Linked DNA regions of Rattus norvegicus: region 1 is linked to region 2. A link is a contact called in public Hi-C data. All regions are on one chromosome and are shown on one strand. Each heading gives the region's core, a stretch centred on a gene start, on an enhancer-like site or on the middle of the called end of the contact. The rest is flanking DNA. Distances are from core to core; before and after follow the strand shown. Region 1 has its middle 190 kb from the start of Maf. Region 2 holds the start of Maf (MAF bZIP transcription factor).

The links. A called contact is a pair of places that touch in the nucleus more often than the background predicts.
Region 1: a contact with region 2 is called in a Hi-C map of the A7r5 cell line, with 4 times the contacts expected there. The contact joins the enhancer-like site here to the promoter of Maf in region 2. A contact is called at or near these places in 3 of 12 Hi-C or Micro-C datasets (the A7r5 cell line, Schwann cells and hepatocytes).

Annotation. Positions count from the first base shown.
Region 1 is chr19:60,811,395-60,815,771 of GRCr8, reverse strand. No RefSeq gene overlaps it. Among named protein-coding and RNA genes, the nearest start is that of Maf, 190 kb to the right of the region's middle. Within about 2 kb of position 2,226, at least 3 of the 93 cell types and tissues checked have an H3K27ac peak or open chromatin away from gene starts, as enhancers often do. A contact at or near this core is called in the A7r5 cell line, where this site is marked.
Region 2 is chr19:60,618,867-60,623,339 of GRCr8, reverse strand. It overlaps Maf (MAF bZIP transcription factor), which reads left to right and starts at 1,984. Exons shown (of 1, transcript NM_019318.2): 1 at 1,984-3,928. The coding sequence starts at 2,161. The coding sequence ends at 3,270.

The DNA.
Region 1 (4,377 bases), core at 977-3,476, 190 kb before region 2:
GCAAAGGGAGTGTTATGAGTGATACATGAAATCATAAAAAGACATGGGAAAGCTGTGTCAACATACCATTCACTCATACCATAACCCAGAAACTCTAGTTCAAAGAACATACATCCATGAAGAGTGACCTCATGTGTCCATATTAAAAACTATGGAGTGTTCGCTCATCTTAGTCCAAAACTGGATGTGGTATGTCCATACAGTGAATATTATACAGCAGTTAAAAAGAACAATGTACTGGCACAACAGGCTCGTCCATTTGATTACAAGGACCCCACAAATACTATGTTGAGGGTGGAAAATTTAATGTATATAAAATTCAGACAGGCTAACAAAGTCAGTGACGGTGTAGTTTTAGGTAGTGAGGAAATAAAAAGACAGCTAGGCTGAGAAGGTGCAGAGCTGAGATGCTGGAAGAATGTAGATGTTTTCCCTCTTGCTTTCATGGGCAGGGATGCAGGAAGCCTGAACTTCCTGCTAGGCACTTAAGATTAATGAACTCCATTTACTCCATAACTGGTATATTATTCCTCAATTTCAAAAGTTAATGGGGAGGGCAGGAAAGATGGTTTAGCAGTTAAGAGCACTTAATATTCTTGGAGACGGCCTGGGTTCAGTTTACAGCACCTATATCAGGTGGCTCATAACCTTCTTTAACTCTAGTTGCAGTGATCTAATGTAGTCTGCCATCTATGGGCATCTGCACTCAGGTGAGGCACATAAAGGCACACAGGTAAGCATACATACATGTAATAAATGAATTGATAAATATTTTTAAAATGTTAATGGCAGGCTGGCCATTTGGGTAAAAGTGTTGCCTAGCATGTGTAGAGCCCTGGGTTCAAGCCCAGAACGACAAAATTAATTGGTTTATTAATTAATAGTAAGTAAATATTAAAAATGAATGGCAACAAATACTAGTATTCTCTTACTAAGATTGTTTGACCTCTTTCTTCATTCATTTAATGTTTTAATTACTGCTTTTAAAACATTAATGAATGGCCTGGGTTAGCTCTCCTGAATTTCTATTAAGAAAGTCGACGTCATTGCCCCTCTACCCTGATGGTTGCAGTGTGAAACTGTGCACACACAGTACAATAATGATAAAGCATCAGGGAACTTGGCCTGTGTGGTGGGTTCAGATGCAGGTTTTATGATGTGCTAGCTAGGTGTGCTGGCTGGCTATTGTCCACTTGAAACCAACCTAGATATATCAGGGAAGATGGAATCTTAATTGCGAAAATGCCTTCGTAACTTTGGCTTTGCGAGTAAGCCTGTGTGTGGAATTTTCTTGATTTGTGATTGATAGGGAAGGGCCCAGACCATTGTGGGTGGAGCTAGTCGCAGGCAAGTAGTCTTGGGCGGTATAAGAAGAGGTTAAGTGGGCCATGACAAGCAAGAGAGCGAGAAGCATTCCCCCATGTCCTCTGTTTCAGTTCCTGCATCCAGGTTTCTATCTGAAGTTCCTGCCCTGCCCTCCTCTAGATCACAGGCTACCAACTATAAGAGGAAATAAACCCATTCTTCCCCATGTTGTTTCTGACCATAGTGTTTTATCACAGTAATGGAAATCTAAGACACTAATGTGACCTCTGATACATCATCCTAACCTCTTGGACTATCAGGTCTATGACACAGCATATCAGAGTGATACACTGAAGCTTCATAGGGTTGAGCTGAGAACATGTGGGAAGAGCTAATAGCTCAGGGCTTATCTCACTGGTCGTAGTAATGGTGGAAAGCAAGTGGAAGGTCAAGGCTGTTGGAGAAGAGTTGGAGGCACACTGGTCTGTCCAGACATTATACTTGCCTGGAACTGCAGACATTATACCCAGAGGGACACGAGGGCTGGCATCACCATTTCATGTCATAGAGGAGACCCTGTGGTTGGGTTAGGAGGAGACTAGACTACAAGTCACTTGTCCCTACCCCCAAATCTGGATACCCCGTACTTATGACAGATTATCTTTATTTGGTGGATAAAGATGGATATCCTGTTCCCCCATTTGTATCGCAGCCAAATGGATACAGAGCTCCCTACAATGTCCTCCCCCAGTGGTTGCTACAGGACAGCGGCAGTCCCTGTGGAAGAAAGCAAGCCAGGGGTTAAACCTTGGTGGAGACAAGTCTGGTTAGATCATTTACATTCATCATTTCTTTCCATCACCACACTGGAGCATGTCTGGTTCTTCAAGACGGGAAAAGTAATTCCCTGTGGCGTCTGCAAAGAGAATGTGTGTGACTCATAGGCAGGACCCAGTTCAGGGAATGCATTGTGGCTGAGAGCTGGCTTGCACTGATGCAGCCCAAGATGTCACCAGTCTTACTGGTAGAGTCTTTCACACTCAAAGACAAGAGGTGTACAGCCTGGGTCACAGAAGATAGGATGACCACTTCCTCAGCTAGTGTTGCCATTGGCAACAGTAATAGAAGCCCCCAGACATTCACCGGTCACTGAACAATATGCACCTATGTGGCGTGTCTCACAATGGCCTTATAGCTCTCCTGCCTTCTAGGCACAACTCATACCCATTTTAAAGATAAAGTATTGGAGACTAATAGAATCGTAGTCACGCTTATAAATAACACATTCTGTCATGCCTGGCTAAAGAATCCAGCCTTCCCCCAATAGAAGTTTATAGATTTATTAATGGGTCTAACTTCAATTGGTTACAACTGGCCTCCCCATTAAGAATCTCCTCAGATGGATCTCCTCAGAGACACGTGTTTAAGGTTAAGCGTGTTATCTCAATTCAAATGTCCACTCTCAACTGAAATACTAGATCCATTTGGTAAAACTTCGGAGTTCTTGGTCATTCCTTGCTTTTTTTTCTAAACAACTTGATTACACAAATGCTCAAGAAACGTAGGTCCAGGATGGTTTTGCTTCTCCAAGTGAAATTTCACTCGATTTCTAGAAGCTTCCAAGAGGAAAAGAAGAGATAAAAAAATCTCATGTCGGCCCATGCCAAGGGAAACTTCCACATTTCATTGCACTATGGGGCCCTGCTGGTTTGATATAAAGGCAGCTTTCCTGAAACTTTGATGATGAACCATACTAAATTCAAGTAGCTATGATTGGATGTTGTGCCCAAAGCATCAGATGCATCTAGTGAAATACAGTAGCAGCTTTAGCTGTTACTGTGTAAAAGAGAGAAAGTCATTTCTATCTCCATATATAAGCCAAGAGAGTTCTACATGGTCTAAACCTCAGGTCTCCACATTCTCTCTTTCAATGCGAGTAGAGGTTCCAACATTGCCTGTCTCCAACAGATTTACTTTGATCAAATGGAAGCTCACTTGTCCTGCCCACTCGTTGGGGCAAACAATGATTTAAACACCAGGCAGAGTCAGGCTCTTGACAATAGCTTGGGGTACCACAGGAAAGGGATAAATATACAAGTCACTGGATGATGTGAAAGGATGCTATGTGGGCACATCATTTAATATCTTCTTAATTGCTCTGCCAGAAGCCTTGGTGTTTGGCTGACACCGGAATGCTCTTTACAAAGCCATCTCTCTAGGAGTCAGACATAGGGACAAATCATGTGCTGAGGGTATTGTGGCTGCCTGGATTACCAGGACACCAAGAGACCCTCAAATGGAGCGAACAGCCAGCCAGGGTTGGAGGGATTTACACTACACCTCCCAGATTTTCATCTGCTTAGAATATTTTTAGTTCGACACATTTCTTGTCACTTAGACTGAGCAGGAATTGTCACATACAATTGGAGGCAGGGCAGAGCTTGACTCTGTTCCCTCTTCTCCGGCAGCTAGAGAGCCACACTTCAGGACCCATCTGGGTGATTATGGGAATGAAGAAGTCGTGGCAGATTTCATCACTGAGAATGCCTGCCATGTCTCGTAAGTGCTTTGATGTTTACACAGGTCTGGCTTTGAAAATAATGAACTCCTAAGGACTGTGGAGTGGACCTGCCTCCTGCTTCTTAGCAAGCAAGGCATCGAGGGTCTCCCAGAGCTTTCCCCACATCTACACCCTTCTGTGAGCACAGGATTTTGCTGTCAAATAACTGATATACTGTAAAATCCTAGGTTAGAGAGCCCCCAGTTTAGGTGATTCCTTACCGTGGATGCCACATGACCAGTTGCCTCCTGGTCCTGCTTTTGTGATCAACTGTATCCTCACACTGTGAACCTAATTAAACCTTTCCCTCCTTAAGTCGCATTTGTCTGGTGGTTTGTTACAGCAACGTGTAAGAGAGCTGACACGGGAATTCATGTCCAAACTCCACTTAGGTGAGCAACTGAGGCCTTAACAACATCCCCAGTGGAGTTTGGGTTGTACACTTGGACCCATTCTGAGTTGGGAGGGCTGTGTTTTTCAATCTCCTTTTCTTGACAACCATGTGATCTGAA
Region 2 (4,473 bases), core at 735-3,234:
GGTTTAAAATTTAACCCTTGGAAAGGAGCTGGGAGGGCTCTGGGGTATTGCCCCCTCCCTTCACCACCAAGTTCTAAATGCCAAATGATTAAGCGAGGTGGGAGTGCAAAGGGCGCTCCGGACCCTGATAAACAGGGTTCAAATTTCATATGAGGATGGTATGGTCTGGGTGTATGTTGGGGGCATCTCAAGCGGGATTCCGGTTTCACAAGTGGAAAGTGTGGTGGATTGGAAAGGGGAAAGAAGAGAGACACGGAGGGCAGAGAGAGAGAAGGAAGGAGAGAGGAGAAAATGATTTGAATATGATTCTCAGAAGCCAGACTCCAGGCTAGAGTCCTGAGCCTGAAGGCTGAGCCTGAGATAACCAGGCTCAGGCTTAAAGCATCCCAGAATCAACTTGCTGGCACCGTCGCTCTGTCTGTCCCTCCAATGATAGAGGATGCTAGGGGGCAGCTAGTTCCTACACACTTTAGGCCCCCTGGTTTTTTAAGAGTTATACAGGCTTTCTTCCCCGCGCGAAATCCAAAAAAATAACACTGCAGGCGCACCGCTCAGTGAGCCCCGCGCGCATTCTGGGTCCCCGCACCCTTGGCGCCCCCATCTGATCACCTCACTTGCGGAGGGACAAAGAGTTGAGTCAAGTTGGCCCCCGGAGCGTCCGATTCAGGGAAGAAAGGCACTCGGCTCACCCCTCAACGGCCACGAAGGATGCAGAGGGTGAATCAAAGATCGAAAACTGCAAGACGAATGAATACACCTTGTTAGGGTGCGGGACCAGCAGGGGACCAGGGAGTTCTTGGCGGATCGCTCGCTGCAGCGTGAGAGCAGAGGTTCAGTCGGGCAGGCCTCTCTCAAACTCTGAAGAAAGCAAACCTTCCTCCCGGGTCCTACCATCGGATTCCAGCCGCCCTTTTAGTAAACTCTGTCCCTTGGTGCATTAAACTTCGCACGGGGCGGTGGTGGGGGATGTTGCTCCCTGGCTGCGCCCCAGCAGCGGCGCCGCAAGGGTTAAGCCAGCCTGTCCCAGCTGACAGTCAGCTGATTGGGCTGTGATTGACAGCTCCGAAAAGTTTCCTTGTTTCTATACTATTATGCTAATCGCTGCCGCTTTCGCCGCCTCCCATTGGCGGAGAGTGCCAGTCAATTTCCCATTTGAACCTGACGTCACGGGTGCTATAAAACTCAGCAATTGCTTTAAACTCTTCTCGCTGGATCAGAGGCTTTAAAATCTTTTTTCATCTCGGAGCTGTAGCTCGAGCTGCTTGTCCGCTCGGCCTCTCCCCCCACCCTTTTGCTCTCGGCCTTGCCTTGGTCCAGGACTTTGCCATTTTGCTTTAAAGCAAAAAAAGAAAGAAAGAAAGAAAAGAAAAGAAAAACCAAAACCAAAAGAAAAAAAAAAGGGCAAGAAAGAACTAAACTCCCCCCTCCCTTGCCTCCAGCCGGCCTGCACCTCGGTCTTGCACTTTGCACGGAGGGAGAGGGTGAGGAGAGAAAGAGAGAGCGCGCGCGCACGCGAGGGATCCGGAGAGAGAAAAGAAAATAATAATAGTAACCATAAGAGCCAGGCAGAAGAGGAGAGAAGCGTGAAGTGTTAACCACCCCGGTGTGGAGGCCCGCGCCTCCGGGACAGCCACCCGCCGCGCCACACAACCCCGGAGCAGCCGCCGCGCGCGCCCCGCCTGCAGCCCCGACCGGCTTAGGCGAGCCCTCCTTATGCAAAGCGCGCAGCGGAGCGGCGAGCCGGGGACGCCGCGCACCGGGCCGGGCTCCTCCGGCATCCTCTCTGCCGCTGTCATCACCACCGCCACCGCCAGCCGCGGAGGACCTTCCCGAGCCTGAAGCGCCCGGGATCGGAGCTCAGAGAGGCGAGCAGGCGAGGAGGGGGCCCGGGGCGAGCGGGAGAGAGAGAGAGAGAGCAAGAGAGAAAGAGAGAGAGCACATTGGCGTGAGCAGGGGGGAGGGAGGGCGGGCGCGGGGGGCTGCGGGCAGGGCGGGGGGTGTGTGCACGCTCGAGCTTTCGGGCCACAGCCACCGCCGCGCGAGCTAGAAGCGCCCTAGCCCGGCAAGCTGGCTCACCCGCTGGCCACCCAGCACAGCCCGCTGGCCCCTCTCCTGCAGCCCATCTGGCGGAGCGGCGGCGGCGGTGGCGGAGGCAGGAGGATGGCTTCAGAACTGGCAATGAACAATTCCGACCTGCCCACCAGTCCCCTGGCCATGGAATATGTTAATGACTTCGATCTGATGAAGTTTGAAGTGAAAAAGGAACCGGTGGAGACCGACCGCATCATCAGCCAGTGCGGCCGTCTCATCGCCGGGGGCTCGCTGTCCTCCACCCCCATGAGCACGCCCTGCAGCTCGGTGCCCCCGTCCCCCAGCTTCTCGGCGCCCAGCCCGGGCTCGGGCAGCGAACAGAAGGCGCACCTGGAAGACTACTACTGGATGACCGGCTACCCGCAGCAGCTCAACCCGGAGGCGCTGGGCTTCAGCCCGGAGGACGCAGTCGAGGCGCTCATCAGCAATAGCCACCAGCTCCAGGGTGGCTTCGATGGCTATGCGCGGGGAGCGCAGCAGCTGGCCGCGGCAGCGGGGGCCGGCGCCGGCGCCTCCCTGGGCGGCAGCGGCGAGGAGATGGGCCCCGCCGCCGCCGTGGTGTCCGCCGTGATCGCCGCGGCCGCCGCGCAGAGCGGCGGGGCACCTCACTACCATCACCACCACCACCACGCCACGGGGCACCACCACCACCCGACGGCCGGCGCCCCGGGAGCCGCGGGTAGCGCGTCCGCCTCTGCGAGCGGCGCGGGTGGCGCGGGCGGCGGTGGCCCGGCCAGCGCCGGGGGCGGCGGCGGCGGCGGCGGCGGGGGCACGGCGGGGGCGGGGGGCGCCCTGCACCCGCACCATGCCGCGGGAGGCCTGCACTTCGACGACCGCTTCTCGGACGAGCAGTTGGTGACCATGTCGGTGCGTGAGCTGAACCGGCAGCTGCGCGGGGTCAGCAAGGAGGAGGTGATCCGACTGAAGCAGAAGAGGCGGACCCTGAAAAACCGCGGCTATGCCCAGTCCTGCCGCTTCAAGAGGGTGCAGCAGAGACACGTCCTGGAGTCGGAGAAGAACCAGCTGCTGCAGCAGGTCGACCACCTCAAGCAGGAGATCTCCAGGCTGGTGCGCGAAAGGGACGCCTACAAGGAGAAATACGAGAAGTTGGTGAGCAGCGGGTTCCGAGAAAACGGCTCGAGCAGCGACAACCCTTCCTCTCCCGAATTTTTCATGTGAGTGTGACACGCGATCCCAGCTAGCCACCTTGTTAAATGCTCCGTGGGGGTCCGGCTCCTGAGTGGGCTTGCCAGTTTGCAGGGCCACGCTCGCCACCACCTCGCCCCCTCCCCTGGCGAGTTTGCTCCCCTTGGCCCTGCACGCACACACACACACACACACACACACACACACACACACACACACACACACACACACACATACACACACACACACACACAGCAAGCTTGTGGTGGTGGTGGTGGCTCTTTTGAGTTGGGGAGGGAAAGGGTATCTGGCTCATGGATTGCCAACCTGAATTCCCCTGTAACTTGCTAGCTTGGTTGTTTTGGTCTTTTTTATTATTATTATTACTCTTTTTACACCGCCTACCCCACACATACCCTGGACTTGCACAAGGGTCAAAGATCTGAGCAGGATACTTCATGTAGGACATAACTCACCTTTGAACCCGGCCATCAAGCGCCTGTATATTTTTTTTCTTCTTCTTCTTTAGTTCATGAGCTGGTGTTCATTCTCTGTGTGTGTGTTTTTTTATTTTGTTTGGATTTTCTTTTTTCTTCTTTGTTTTTGTTTATTATTACTAATTTTTTTGGAGCTTGCTGTGTTTCCCAGCCTCTGCCCTCCCTCCCTCTGCACCATGTTCTTGAGATAAAAGAAAAAAGAAAAAAAAAAAAGAGCAGGGTTTTTTCTTCTCCTCCTGAGTTCTTCTGATTGAGCTTGCAAAGGAAAAAAATGTGAAATGCTATAGACCTTGCAGCGAGCTGAGTTCCACCGGGTTTTTTTTTTTTTTTTTAGGCATTGTTATGCTAAAACTGAATGAATTAAAGCCTCTCCTGAACCTGCCACAATCAAGGCTGCATCAACCTTCTGGGTGTGACTTGGGAGCTTTGGCCTTATGATGCCAAATCTGAAAGTTTAGCCTGCCATTAAAAACAAACAAAAACACAAAAACAAACTTCCTCTCATCTCATGCATTACGATGCTTGCTACTTTGTCTTAGCGACAACGAACTATTAACAGTTTCAAAGACATTATGGGAAAGAGACATTATATTAATAAAAAAAAAAGCCTGCATGCTGGACATGTATGGTATAATTATTTTTTTCCTTTTCTGTCCCCTTTTGGCTTGGAAATGGACTTTTGAAGACTTAGCGCATGACATCCATACTTTTGATTTACAGCCTCATGACTTTTTTGAGT